2 separate regions of the Gossypium arboreum genome follow, and region 2 is linked to region 1. The links are chromatin contacts, called in public Hi-C maps. All regions are on one chromosome and are shown on one strand. Each heading gives the region's core, a stretch centred on a gene start, on an enhancer-like site or on the middle of the called end of the contact. The rest is flanking DNA. Distances are from core to core; before and after follow the strand shown.

Region 1 (6,945 bases), core at 590-3,089:
AAGGGGGGGGGGGGGGAGGGCGTGGAAACAAAAGCAACAATATAAAATAGTAAACTATAATCTTCTAATCATATATTTGGCAATCATTTATATGCGTAAACATTGATTACCAAATTTATTTATCTTCTAAGAAAAGAAGTAGCTTGTCATTTTTTCTTTAACTAAATCCATTAATAATAACATGACCTCCAAAAATTTGATAACAAACAAGTGTAAAAGAACTTATATATTTGCCCACCTTAAGTATCTCACCCAATGCCTCTTCTGGAGCCATTCTTAGACCACCTTTTCCTAAACCAAGCCTCTGAGATAAAACTGCACAGCTTTGAAAGCCACATGAAACTCACATTAACCTCTCAAAGTTACTTCAAAATTTCCATATTGAGACCAATATATGAGACCAATAAACTATTTCCATGCATTATACAAAAAATAAAGCAGGAAAGAAAGTATGTACCTTTCATATCTACTTTCGTATCTGCAAGGGCAGACACAACATAGTACCTATGTTTTTTGTCCTGCATGGATAAACATTTGCAATCACTCAGAAAGTTTCGAATAATCCATCAGAAACAATGCCAATTTTCATTCGGTGTATACCTTCAAGAACAGATTTTTGCTCAGTGCACCTCCCACATTCCCAACATATTTTGCCTGATGAGAAGAAAAATTTTAGAATCCATGAAATGCATGAGTTTGTTTACTCAAAAGGGACTCATCGGCTAAGTTTAGCACTCTTCTTTTACCTGAGCTTCGACAGTCAAAACAACAGGATGTTCATACTGGGAAAAATCAATTTGAAGCTCCTGAAAAAAATCCAATGCACATACCAGTCACTAGAGATGCAAAAGAAGAAAAGCAACCATAAACTGAAGCAAGGCCATAAATTCTTGAATTCAATCATAACCAGATACAAACAGAGAAATAGTGCTGAATCAAAACTATATAATTAGAAGGATTGCAATCAATGGTGAATTGCCATGGGAGTCACGGGCCATTTTGGAAACATCTTGAGTGAGTGTGTGCGCTAAACTAAATTAACTTGTTACCCCACCCCACCCCACCCCCCAAAAAAAAAATTTAAATTGTATATATTTATATTTATTTATTTTGTTTATAATTTAATTTTGTGCATTATAAATTTAAATTGTTATCTGTCACCTTGTGTTCTTCTATTTTCATCTTTAAGATCACAGCTTTAAGCTATTGGTCAAACTACATACTTAGTTTCCTAATTGGCCCCCAAAATCAAATGGCAAGATCGGCCACTGGTTACAATTCACAATATTTCCACCAATTCATAGTGTAAATATCTATAAAAGTTCATAATTTTAGCAGAGAAAACCATATTGTAACAGCCTAATTTGTGTTTTGACACTTTATTTGCTCCATTCTTACCCTGAAAATAAATGAATTTAAATAAAAATAATGAAAACCCAAATCACAATTGTAGTTTAAATAATGAATCATTTCCCAAAAACTGAATGGATATTGCGAATTAGATACTAACTGTACAAAGATTAGAACTAAAAGCTATCCAGAAATCAAAAAGAGGAAACCTTTAAACGAGCAAGCAGCTGATCCTTGGAATAACCCATTGTTTCTGTGTCGAAGCTGAAGACTGAAGTTCAGGAGATAAAAGCAAACAATATAGAAATCAGCGATGAGCTTGGAATAGGTTTATTTGTTACTGAAGTATTGAGGTGGATTCTGGTTTGGGCTTAAACTCGTTGGATCATTTACGGAAACTCCATTGCACTGGGCCTACAGTGCGATCTCAATTTAAGGTAAATTTTGTGCTCACTCAAATGAAACTCACCCGTATTGAATAACATTTCCGTAATTTTTTAATCGAAGATACAAACTCAAGAGCATAAATAGTAGTATGAGAATTGAACTCCACGTTTGGTAGAGTGGAGTAACTTTTTGTTAAGTATTTTAGTTGATTTACTATATTCTTGTTTTCAAGGTTCATAATCACCCATGTCTTGAAACAAATACCAACAGTTAACTAATTATAACAACTCTAATCTACATCATGATGAAGTTAATTCATTAATTATGATAGGGACGAGTTGGCAGTACAAACACAGTGAACTATGTAATGGTCTTAATGTCGATCAAAGATCGTATACGATGCAGTTATCAATTTTGTTTATAACAATTTTGGATGCTTCACTTTTTTGTATTCAAGTGGTGGCACATGGAAAACATATTTATGGAGGAGTCACTACTCGAATAAGATCTGAGGGTAAGATTGTTGCATTATGGTGGATGAACAACACATTCAACATTTAAGATCCCATTGAAATCAAGCAATAATTCTTCTTGCGAAGTTAAGTAAGGTACATCATTAGCTGGATTACTAAGGAAGACAAGTCTGATTAAATGGGATGAAGCACCAATGGCTGATGTACATGTTGTAGGATATTCTGCGATGCAATGATCATTCATCAGAAAATAAGTTATTTGATGGGGTAAATATGTTGTTGCGAGGGGATTTCAGACAAATATTACATGTTCCTTGGGGCAGGCGCAGTGTTATTATTTCAACTTCTATATTACCAAGTATAGAATATGGGATCACTGTGACCTTTTCCAATTAACCATAAACATGCGATTTCATATGAATTCAACAACTTCTTCTATCTCTGCTTTCAATAAGTGGCTGTTGAATTTGGTGATGGTAGATTACCTACTATCTATCAAACATGATGGGGATGATATGTCGCAAATAATTCCACATGGATCTGGTTCATTTTGTGACATTGTTGAATTCACTTATCCCGATTTGGAAAGAAATTTTAAGAATTCAACGTTTATAAAGGATAGAACTATTTTGTCACCGTCAAATAAGGTTGGTGATAGAGTTAATAATATTCATTTTGAACAACAATTTGTATTATATCCTCCTAAATTCTTAAAACTCTTTGAAATTCATCGGAATTCCCAACCATAAAATTCAGTTGAAAGTTGGTGTTTCGATTATGCTTCTTATAAATATAAACCAAAGTCTTGGACACTAGGTTGATTGTAACAAAATTGGGCTCACCATTGATTGAAGCAGACTCATATTGGTTAACAATTTTTTATTCAAATGCAAATTTGTCCATCTTATATAAAATGACCATTCACGAAGATGGTTTCCCATCAAGATATGTTTTGCAATGATCATAAATAAAAGTCATGTTGGAGTTTGGTTGTCATGTATGGACATATCAATTAATTAGTCATATGACTATTTTAATATTTTTTTTATTTTTTTTCAAAGGATATGATGCAGAGCTACAACGTCATTCCCTAACTTGCAGCTGTAGACGAGATTTGGAAATTGAAGGTTCGCATCATTAGAATATAACATGCGGTTAATGTGCGACAAAATAATGAATTCATTGGCATTGGATTCATAATATTAGATGAAAATGTAAGTACAAAAAATTTAATTAACTTATTTTATCTATACTTCATCACTATTAATTAAATTATCTTTAAAATTTCTAATTTTTACTATTAATTACATATGATCATATTGTTGGGTTTTGGTGCCCTTAGTGTAGTATATTCATCCATTTATAATTGTAATTTTTGAATAGATTAATTTAGATGAAATTCCATTATACATTAATATCATTTGTATATATGCCTTTAATGGTTTTTGCATGCAAAGCAAAATGTAAACAAATATTGACTCATTTTATGTTTAACTAATATTAGTTGAATCATAATGTGGAAGACAACTTATATTAGTAGATAATCTAAACAATACATAGCCTAATTGAAACTGAGAAAATCGATTGAAAGACTATTATGTCGTCTATTAAGTCTGATTAGGGAGATGTCTTATCTTAAGTATCAGAGCGGATAACTCCTAAAAGATAGAGACAGATGTTATTATCTCGACTGAAAATACATTAGACAGGACCCAAGTTGAATTTATCCTAAATCCGTTTATGAATTTATTCACTTGTGATGTTTATAGTATGACATACCTTATTCCTAAGTGGATGATGAATCATGTATGTGTGACTCGTATACTTTGATATAAATGTAAGCTCAAGTTCAAATATATAAATAACTGAAACCTGGTAAGTTAGGTATATGACTTCTGCATGATGTAGCATCATTCCACAACAGTGAAATTCATAGCCCAGTAAAGGGTAAATGATATTCTCTCATTGATATTACATATTGATGAAAAAGGAATGTGGTCATGGGTCATTTGTCATAAGACAAATGATTTAATTACTATATATTAGTAATTAACTTTTTCATATCGAAAGATGTAATGGAACTATGAGATAAAATAAGTCCATATTGGGAGAATAAATTTTATCCCAAAGAAATTAGTGATATCTTATGAGGGTAACACGCTTATAACAAGGTTATCGGACAAGCACTTAGTTAGGGGTGAGCAAAACTCGATTCAACTTGACAAAATCATTTTTTTTTCAAATTTTGAGTTAATTGAATTGAGTTATTTGAGTTATTCGAGTCAACTCGAATAAGTAATTCATTTTTTCAAGTTCAAGTTGAGTTGAATTTTACAAATCGAATAACTCGAATAATTCAAATAACAGATTGATGTAATTACCCTTTTGTTCCTATTGATTTTGAAAATGAGCAAATTGGTCTCTCTCAATAAAAATAAATCAAAATAATTTTCAAATTTTCAAAATATTTATAAAAATCAAAATTTCATATTTTTTAAAATATAAAAATTAAAAATTCTAAAACAAATTTAAAGAATATATGGAAAAATTAATTTTTAAAAAAATTAGAATAATAATTTTAAGGGCCTAAACAAATTCAAGTTTATCATTCTAAAGTTTTTAGTTTCTCTTATTTTTTTTTTGAAAGAGTTTTAAAATATATGTGGTTTCAATTTATGTGCTCTAACATGGAAATAATTACCCTGTAATAAAATTTTAATTTAACTCGAATAATTTCACTTAATCAACTTGACTCGAATTTCATTTCCCTTTACTCTATTTGAAAATTTCAAATCGAGTTACAATGTTGAAATGAGACTCATCAACTCAACTCACTCAAAATTTTTTCATCCAATTTGACTCGATTCGATCGAACGCTCACCCCCACACTTAATAAAGTAGCTTCCGTAATGATATATAATAAAGGAGGGTTCAATCATGGTACTATAATGAAATGACTCTATGATTAAATAAGTTGTAATTAATAGTTGAAAAGAAGGAACTTAATTACAAATTATTTGAGCCCTAGTTATATGTGTGCAATCAGTCCCTTTGCTAGCTCAAGATTACCTGAAACGAATTGCATATAGAATGAATGAATTTTGGAATGAATAAAAACAATAAGAGAAATAGATCGCATATATCACTATATGCAGTGAATACGTTTTCTCACTAAGTACATAAAATAATTCAGAAAATAATTTAATTTCTTCAAATTATTATTAAATAATTGAAGTTCAAATTGAGAATTAAAGTAATTTGTCATCATAGATTTGTTTAATAAGACAGTTAAATTAAGTTTCCTCATAGATTCTAGTACAGTAAAGTTGCTATTACTTTAATGAAATTAGAATTGAGTTAAAAAACAAATTAAGTTAAGTTAATTAATTATTTAATTAATATTTTGGGTAATAAAAAATAGTTATTAGGTTGGATAAATTATAAGTGTTGGATAAAAATCCGAATAACACATATAATTAGACTCAATATATGAAAAGCCCATATAGGCCTAAATAATATAAGGGATGGCAAACCCTAGTGTATACTAGTGTCATGGGTTGCGCATGAGAGCCCGCAGCCATGACACATTTGTGCGATCCATCAAGTGGGAAGGAGGTCATTTGGCCCGATCGGACTGGCCCGCTGCTTGAAGAGATTGAAGGTCCATCTACAAGCTTGACATATATGGAAACATAATCTTCGAGGATATGCAATCTTAGATATAATATGTAATCTTAGAAGATATAATTTTGTAATTTTAGAGATTTGATTTGTAGATACCGCTTAACCTTAGCCGTTGATGTACTTGATCTGTACCGTTGGATATGGGGAGGCTTAACTATAAATAGTGGTCTCTTCCCTCATTGTAAATCACTTGAGTTTTTGAGCAATAAGAATTCTTGAGAGCATTCACTTAAATTTCTCTCTCTCTTGTGTTCTTAGTTTTCTGTGGCTTGTTCTTATTCCGTTCTTCGTTCATCTTCGTTTGGCTTTAAGTTGCTTTCATTTGTGTTGGTTTTTAAGGAGTTCTGTTGAATTCTCATATTGTGGGAGTTAGGCTGGCTTGGGCGTTTTAGGGAGCAAGAAACTATCTAAGGCCGCACGGATTGTGAGGCAAAATTTCTAAGTCCATGATAGTTGGTATCCGAGCCAAGTTTGTGAAAGCACTGTTGAAGGATGTCGAAATAAGTTGGTGAGAATGAGCTAATGGAGACTGGTGGGAGGGCCAGAAAGGCTAGTCGATCGAGGGACATACTATCGAGTTTGGAAAATTGAGTGGTCAATCTCGAGGAGTCTGTTGGTGACATGAAGGATACACTCAAAGTGGTCCTGATCCGTATGAAGGAACTGAGGGAAGAGAGCAAGGAATTTGTATTGGACACTCTCAGATCCACTTCAGATAAATTGACAATAAGGGTCGAAGCTCTTGAAGCCTTGGTGACTGCCATGAAATAGGAGATTGCTGAGTTTAAGGGGGAGCTCACAATCTGTAAGGCTGCCCTGAGAAGTGGGATATTAACTTCGAGACCAAAGCAATGTCATGTAGATGTTCCAAAACTCGAGAATTTCAAGGGGGCTAGATCCGCAAGAGAAGTGGATAACTTCTTGTGGGAATTAGAGCAATATTTTCAAGCAATTGGCATTGAAGATGATGCCACTAAGGTAAACATTGTTTCGATTTACTTTACTGATATTGCTCTCTTGTGGTGGCGACGTAGGTCCACGGATGAGAAAC
Region 2 (6,842 bases), core at 60-2,559, 180 kb after region 1:
AAGGGGGATACATTGATTTACATTTAATTGAGCTTTCACGCTCAATTCTTGTGCGCGCGCGTCTATCCTCTCATTTTGGCTCTTACAAACCCAATAGTATGTAATATTTTATAAATAAAACTTAAGGGACTTAACTAAAGGATGTGAGATTCTGTGAAATACAATATACTCCCAACAAATGATATTGGAATATATTTTAATACTATATATAGTTAAAAATGGATGTATGGACTAAGTATAGTTTAATTTTTTTTTTTATTCAAGTATAAATTAGGTTAAGTTTGGACTGACTTGAGCCACTAAATTTTCTTAAACCAAATCTTAGCCTTACAGACAATGGCGTAGGTCTCTAGGTTGGTTATTGATCGTAGTTTTTTTCAGTAGTATTCCTTAATTTTTTTTCTTTTGTTTTTATTTTCAGTATACTCTGTTATATCTTAAAGCTATAGTGGTTGTTATTTTAGTCCACACTATTATGGTTTTGTTTTTGTTAAAAATATTTTCTCTAAAATCTATTGCAGTTCTTGTTTACTTTGTTTTCTAAGAAAGTAGTGGTGGTTTTATTTTTAGTTGCTAGTCGTGTTGTCTGTGTATATATAGGATTTGCTAATGTAAGAGTGCCACTAGATTTATTAGAAATCATTCTCAAATGACCTTATCATGATAGAGCACGGTGACGGTGTTTGTAAAATTGGACTCCAAGATGATGATGTAGATGATAGGTCATCTAGAACTTGGTCTTTTGTGCATAATTGATATAATGGATCTTTTGGGGCTCTTGGCAGTGGTTTCTTAGTTCATTGGATTTCGTCATTAGGTTAGTTTGATGATGGCAAGGTTAAGATGAAAATTTCAAAAATTTAATTCATGTGGTAATTACTATCAATTTATTTTTCTTTTAATTTTTTATATAAAGGATATTATTCATAATTCTTATTAATAATAATATTTTCTTTAAGAAAGACTGACTAATAAATATAATTAATCAATAATGTGAGTCAAATTGAACTTATTGGATCAAGTGAGTAACCTGACACGTCTAAATTTAAAGTTTGAAATATATATTATAATAGTATCAGATTTTACTCTAAAACATAATTAGGAAACAAAAGAATATAGTTGTCACTAATATTTTTGTTTACTTTTCACCTTTCATAGCCTTAATTAGATGTTACATTATTACTTTTCATTGCAAATGTCAAAATGAAAATGGAACCCATTGGGCCAAAGTTATTTGGTGTAACCCAATATGCTGTATACGTACTATATAACCCAATAAGTAGGGTCGGATTATTTGTCTGACCCAGTATTTCCAGTCCATAATTCGATGGGTTTTACTTTACTTAAGTCCTTACTTCTTATGCAAAATCCTATATGGTTTGGTCCAAACAAAAATCTATTTCTAGTGAATTAATTGTCAGCCAAATATAACACTAAATTATAATCTTTCAGTGGTAATAAGTTTAATAGTTTTTAAGTAAAATAATGAAATTATATTTTGAAGTCCTATAAAAGTAAATATATTTGACTACTTTCATAAATAAAATATATTTGACTTCAATTAAAGTAACATTTAAATTTATATTTATATTTAATTTAATTGTATATTAACGTTGACTAATTATTTAATTGTTTAGTAAATTTATAAGGTTCTAATGGAAATAAATTTTATTAAAATATAAAAGTAAAACAAAATTCAGAAAGTTATTATCACAATTAAATAATTAAATATTTAACATGTATTTACATAAAAAAAATTTACTAAACAAGAAACAAAAGCTAAAAGATATGACTACAACAAAATATAATTATTTTCTACTGTCAAAACTATTTTTACGTTTGAAAAACGGGGATCGACTTAAAATGAGGTATGGAGTCGCCACCGATCTTTTAGTTTAGGTGTGATCAGATCACCTTAAAATTGATCATTTTAATAAAACATTTTGATTCAGTAAAACAATGATTTTGGATCTACGGAATTCGAGAAAAGAGTTCGGGAGTCGGTTACGCATGAGGAAAGGTTAGTACCCTCGTACGCCCAAAATTGGTGCCAATTGATTAAATAACGTCCTTATGTCTAAAAAAAAATTTGAAGGAAAAATATTAAAATACGATCCCCTTAAAAATGTGTAAATAACTTGAGTTGGATCTTAAGATTCACTCGTTCCAAAGATATAAAATACCACATCCAGCACGTTAGGACACAATATTTTACGCCTCCAAAAACTGAGATCACCTCATGATTTCCAAAACACATGACGAAATTTTAGAAGGGTATTCAGTTATTTGGTCCAACGATAAATCGAAACCCAGCACGTCAGGGCACGATTCCTCAAATTTCCAAACACAAAACATTGCCTTGTTTTGACATATAAAAAACACGGATGAAATTTTAAGGGATGTTTGATTGTTTTGGGCAAACAGAAAATCGAAACTCAGCACGTTAGGATACAATTTCCCAAATTTCCAAAACATCAAACATCGCCTTTTGTTTTGGGAGTTTTTCAAATATACAATCGCAAAATCGGCTCAAAACGCCTTCACTTGATTCACTTAGAATAAAAATGAGACGGCCAACAAACATTGAAATCTGAATCCCGATGCAATATCATAGAAAAATCAAAGTTACACACACATGGAACAATAGATAAAATATTACACCAATGAATATAATATGAAATTTGGAAGGAATAAGTTTGGGTGCATACGATGGCGACATATCATACATCATGCCAATGCCGACATTAATATTCAAAGGCTAATAAATTAAAAGTAAATTTGAATAAAATACCAAGCATAAATAACATGCAACAAGCCTTAAAATAAATAAACAAATAAATGATATACAAGAAATGCAATTTGGAGTCGTCGATATGCAAACAAACAACTATATACGAAAATCTTGAAGTAAGTAATTCACATGAATATTTGAAACAAGCCAAGAAGGAAAAAAAGTAATATATGAAATAATAATGCATAAATGACATTTTAAAATAAATAATGAGTATAAAAAAGTCAATTTAAATAAATAATATTTATGGAACGGAAAAACTTAATATAAACAATATACATAAAACAAGGCTAATTCTATCACAAATTATACATGATAATATATAAACATATTTTAATTAAATATAACTCAAAAACTTCTAAACTACATGATATAAAAGAACTGTAACATAATAACTATATAATAAAACAAACAAAAACATAAAAACAGCATGCTACAACAATGCAAAATTAACAAACAGTTTATGACATAACAGGTTTTAAAAAAACAAGAACTACAAAAACTAAAATGCTCAATAAGGGTAAATGTAAACTAAAGGGGTAATTAACAAATAAAACCAACTATTGGGATGAAGTCAGGGACTAAAACTCAATGCGCATCAATCATGAAGGATTGAAAAAAACAATAAACCAAATCTCCAAAACGCAGCACTTAAGTATGGGTTAAATTAAAATAACATGCAAATTCTAGGGACAAATTTAAAAGAGTCAAAGAAAACATAAATGGGCTTGATTGAATGCCGGTACGAAAGAGGGGGATTGATTACACAAATTAACCATCTAAGGGGAAAATGCACGTGGACCAAGTCAAACACACGTACTGACTTCCAAACCCCATGCTATTTTATTTTATTATTTAAATAAAGCCTATTTTAATTTTTTTTTTTTTGCTTAAAAATGTTTTAACTTTGTTTTTAAAAAACCTAAGTTTTGATATGCTTTCTCAGCCCTCTCACACCCTCTTCATCCGAATTACCCAGGCCCTCAAACACCACCGCTTTCCATCGCACACGCCACCGTGGACAACCAACGGAAGATCCTTTTGCTAGGTGAATCGGGAAGTATATCTATCCTTCCTCTTTTATTACATTTCAGTATATAAATCGTGGATTTGAATAAAAAAATGAAAAAAGGAAAAAAATAGAAGAAAATAGTAATAAATAACCATCTTTGAAATATCTTGGTTACTCTCTATTGATTTTGTGTGTATTTTGTATTCTATTTCTCTGAAGAAAAAAAAAACCCCTTTACCATCAAAACTTGAAAGCTTTTATAGCCAAATACAAGCGGTTTAAGGCTATTTTCTTGCTCGTGTTGCAGGTCGTGAAGACATGGGAGCGGAGCGCACGGACGTGGGGCGAACAATGTGCCAATCGGGGGTCGTGCATGGTACGTGGAGGCTGCTGGTGGCCATTGCTGCGGCGCAAAATAGATGGAAACCCTAGGGTTTCTAAGTTTGGGCCTATGTTGTTGGGCAATTTGTAACTTAGCTTGTATTTTGGGCTGGGTTTTGTAAATGGATATTTAATATTTTTGTTTCATTTTTTGGTTTTTGTATGTGTATGGGACCGGGCCAAAACTGGGTCTTACAACTGCCCTTCTTTGCCCATTGTTGTATAATGAGAACAAAGCAAAGACCCTAATAGGACCAATTTTGTCCGGTCTTGCCGAATCTTTTACTTCTTTGGTGCTCCTCTTCTTCAAGTAGTCTTATAATAACTTCAAGAAGATAAGGTTTGTGACTTCAACCTGCTCCACTGCAACTTCAGGGAGACAAAGCCAGTGATTAAAACCTGCTCCATAGCCGATACTTAGAGATAAGACTCACCATCTTCGATCTACTCCATAGCCGATACATGGAGATAAGATTTGTAATTTCAGTCTACTTCCTTGCTACCTCAGGAAGATAAGACTTGTATCTTCAACCTGCTCTCTTGCTACCTCAGAGAGATAAGGCTGGTGGCTAAAATCTGCTCCATAGCCGATACATGGAGATAAGATTCGCCATCTTCAATCTGCTCCATAGCCGATACTTAAAGATAAGATATATAATTTCAATCTACTTCCTTGCTACCTCAGGAAGATAAGACTTGCATATAGAGCCTGCTCCACTGCAACTTCAAGGAGATAAGGCTTGTCATTTGAACCTACTCCACTATAACTTTAGGGAGATAAGGTTTGCTATGATCTGCTCTACTGCAACTTCAGAAAGATAAGATCTATTTACTTATAGCTTCAATCTATTCCACTGCAACTTCAGGGAAATAAGATTCGCTATCTTCAGTCTGCTCCACTATAACTTCAGGGAGATAAGACTTGTCACTTCAACTTGCTCTCTTGCTACCTTAAAGAGATAAGGTTTGTAATCTTCGATCTATTCTGCTGCAACTTTAGGCAGATAAGATTTGACTTCACCAATGTTACTACACTGTCCTTTGGGACATGTCCTGTAGACTCAGTTTCATATGCTTATGCCAAATAATTAGGCTGCTATGATCGAAATGAATCAAATGCTCCTAACTAGATGTGATGTTTATGTCAAATAATTAGGATCCTATGATCGAAATGAATCAAATGCTCTTAACTAGATGTGTTATGAATGATATGAATGTAGAAATGTCATGAGAATGATTCTTTTTTTAAAAAACTTAAAGTGTCATCACACGTTATTCATCATAGTTTCATCACCGTTATATTATGCTGCCTACTTGTTCGGCTAGCATTTTCCAACAAAAAACATGTAGAAACAACCCATTTTGCTCAACCGGCTTGCCCCATTGTAACCTCAGGGTCCACTTCATTGTACTTCTAAGACCCAAGGTTTATACTATCTTCAAACCCTCTCCTGCAACCAAGAGTATAAGATCTGAACCTTTACATCGATTTGGTCTATTACACCATTCTTCAGGTGTCATGACCAGATGTGTGTACCTGATATTTGCATGAATGAGGCATATCATTTTCCGAGAATGATCCCCTCCTATGCATCGCTCATTTTCGTTATTGAAATGATATCTTTATTGTTCAACCAATATCTTTTGACTGAAAATCTGAAGAGATAATATCAATTTGGACTCAAATATTTCCAACCTTTAAGGTGGACAAGTTCTAAACAATAGTCCAATTTCAGGTTCCTGTACTGTTTAGAGCCTTCTATAGTAATATGTAAAACTCTTTTGTGAAAGTGTTATTAATCCATTAATCATTATTTCAATATAAGCACTTGAAAAAGATTATAAATATAGACAAAACTGAGATTTATTAGAATCAGAATTCAAAAAAAAAGAATGGATTAATCAAAGACAACAAATATTTCCAGAGCGCAAAAAATAGGTAAAAGGGAAAAAAAGGAATGTCCCAGATATCGCAGCCTGAGCTCCTCCGTACGCACTCCATGAGAACCATTTTGGACTCTTCACGTGCCTAGTAGATCTAGTTTGTCGATGCCCCAAAATGTAACGTGCTTCCTCTTCATTAATTCCAGTACAGCAAGACTACCACATGCCTCCTCTTTGATCAAAATTTGAATTGCCCTTTTCGGGTTTTCAACTCAAAACCCCTTTAGTCTCAAGGCGCCCTTTGCGGGCCTCTCTCTTTTTTTTTAGGCGCCTTTTGCGGGTTTTCACCTCTTAAGCGAAGTACTTCTTGACTGAATCCAAATTTACTGGGTTGGGCAGGCTCCTACCGTCTATCTCAGTTAATATCAGTGCTCCTCTAGAAAAAGCCTTCTTTACCACATAAAGTCCTTCCCAATTTAGCATCCATTTCCTTCTGAAATCTTTTTGCATAGGGAGAATTTGTTTCAATACCAAGTCCCCCTTATGGAATACTCTGGGGCAGACCTTTTTTTTGTAAGCTCGCATCATTCGCCTCTGGTACATTTGACCATGACGGATAGCCTTCAATCTCTTTTCTTCAATCAAGTTCAGCTAATCATACCGGGACTGAATCCATTCTGCTTCGTCTAGCTTCAACTCTAATAAAACCCAAAGAGAAGGAATTTCGACTTCAATGGGAAAAACTGCCTCTATCCCATAAACCAATGAGTAAGG

Evidence for each region. A called contact is a pair of places that touch in the nucleus more often than the background predicts.
Region 2: a contact with region 1 is called in a Hi-C map of leaf, with 2.9 times the contacts expected there. The contact joins the enhancer-like site here to the promoter of LOC108460254 in region 1. A contact is called at or near these places in 2 of 5 Hi-C or Micro-C datasets (both in leaf).

What each region holds. Positions count from the first base shown.
Region 1 is chr3:122,803,963-122,810,907 of ASM2569848v2, forward strand. It overlaps LOC108460254, which reads right to left and starts at 1,840. Exons shown (of 12, transcript XM_017759686.2): 1 at 1,560-1,840; 2 at 747-806; 3 at 601-654; 4 at 458-518; 5 at 239-315. The coding sequence starts at 1,598.
Region 2 is chr3:122,983,817-122,990,658 of ASM2569848v2, forward strand. No RefSeq gene overlaps it. Among protein-coding and RNA genes, the nearest start is that of LOC128291112, 34 kb to the left of the region's middle. Within about 2 kb of position 1,310, at least 1 of the 2 cell types and tissues checked has an H3K27ac peak or open chromatin away from gene starts, as enhancers often do. A contact at or near this core is called in leaf, where this site is marked.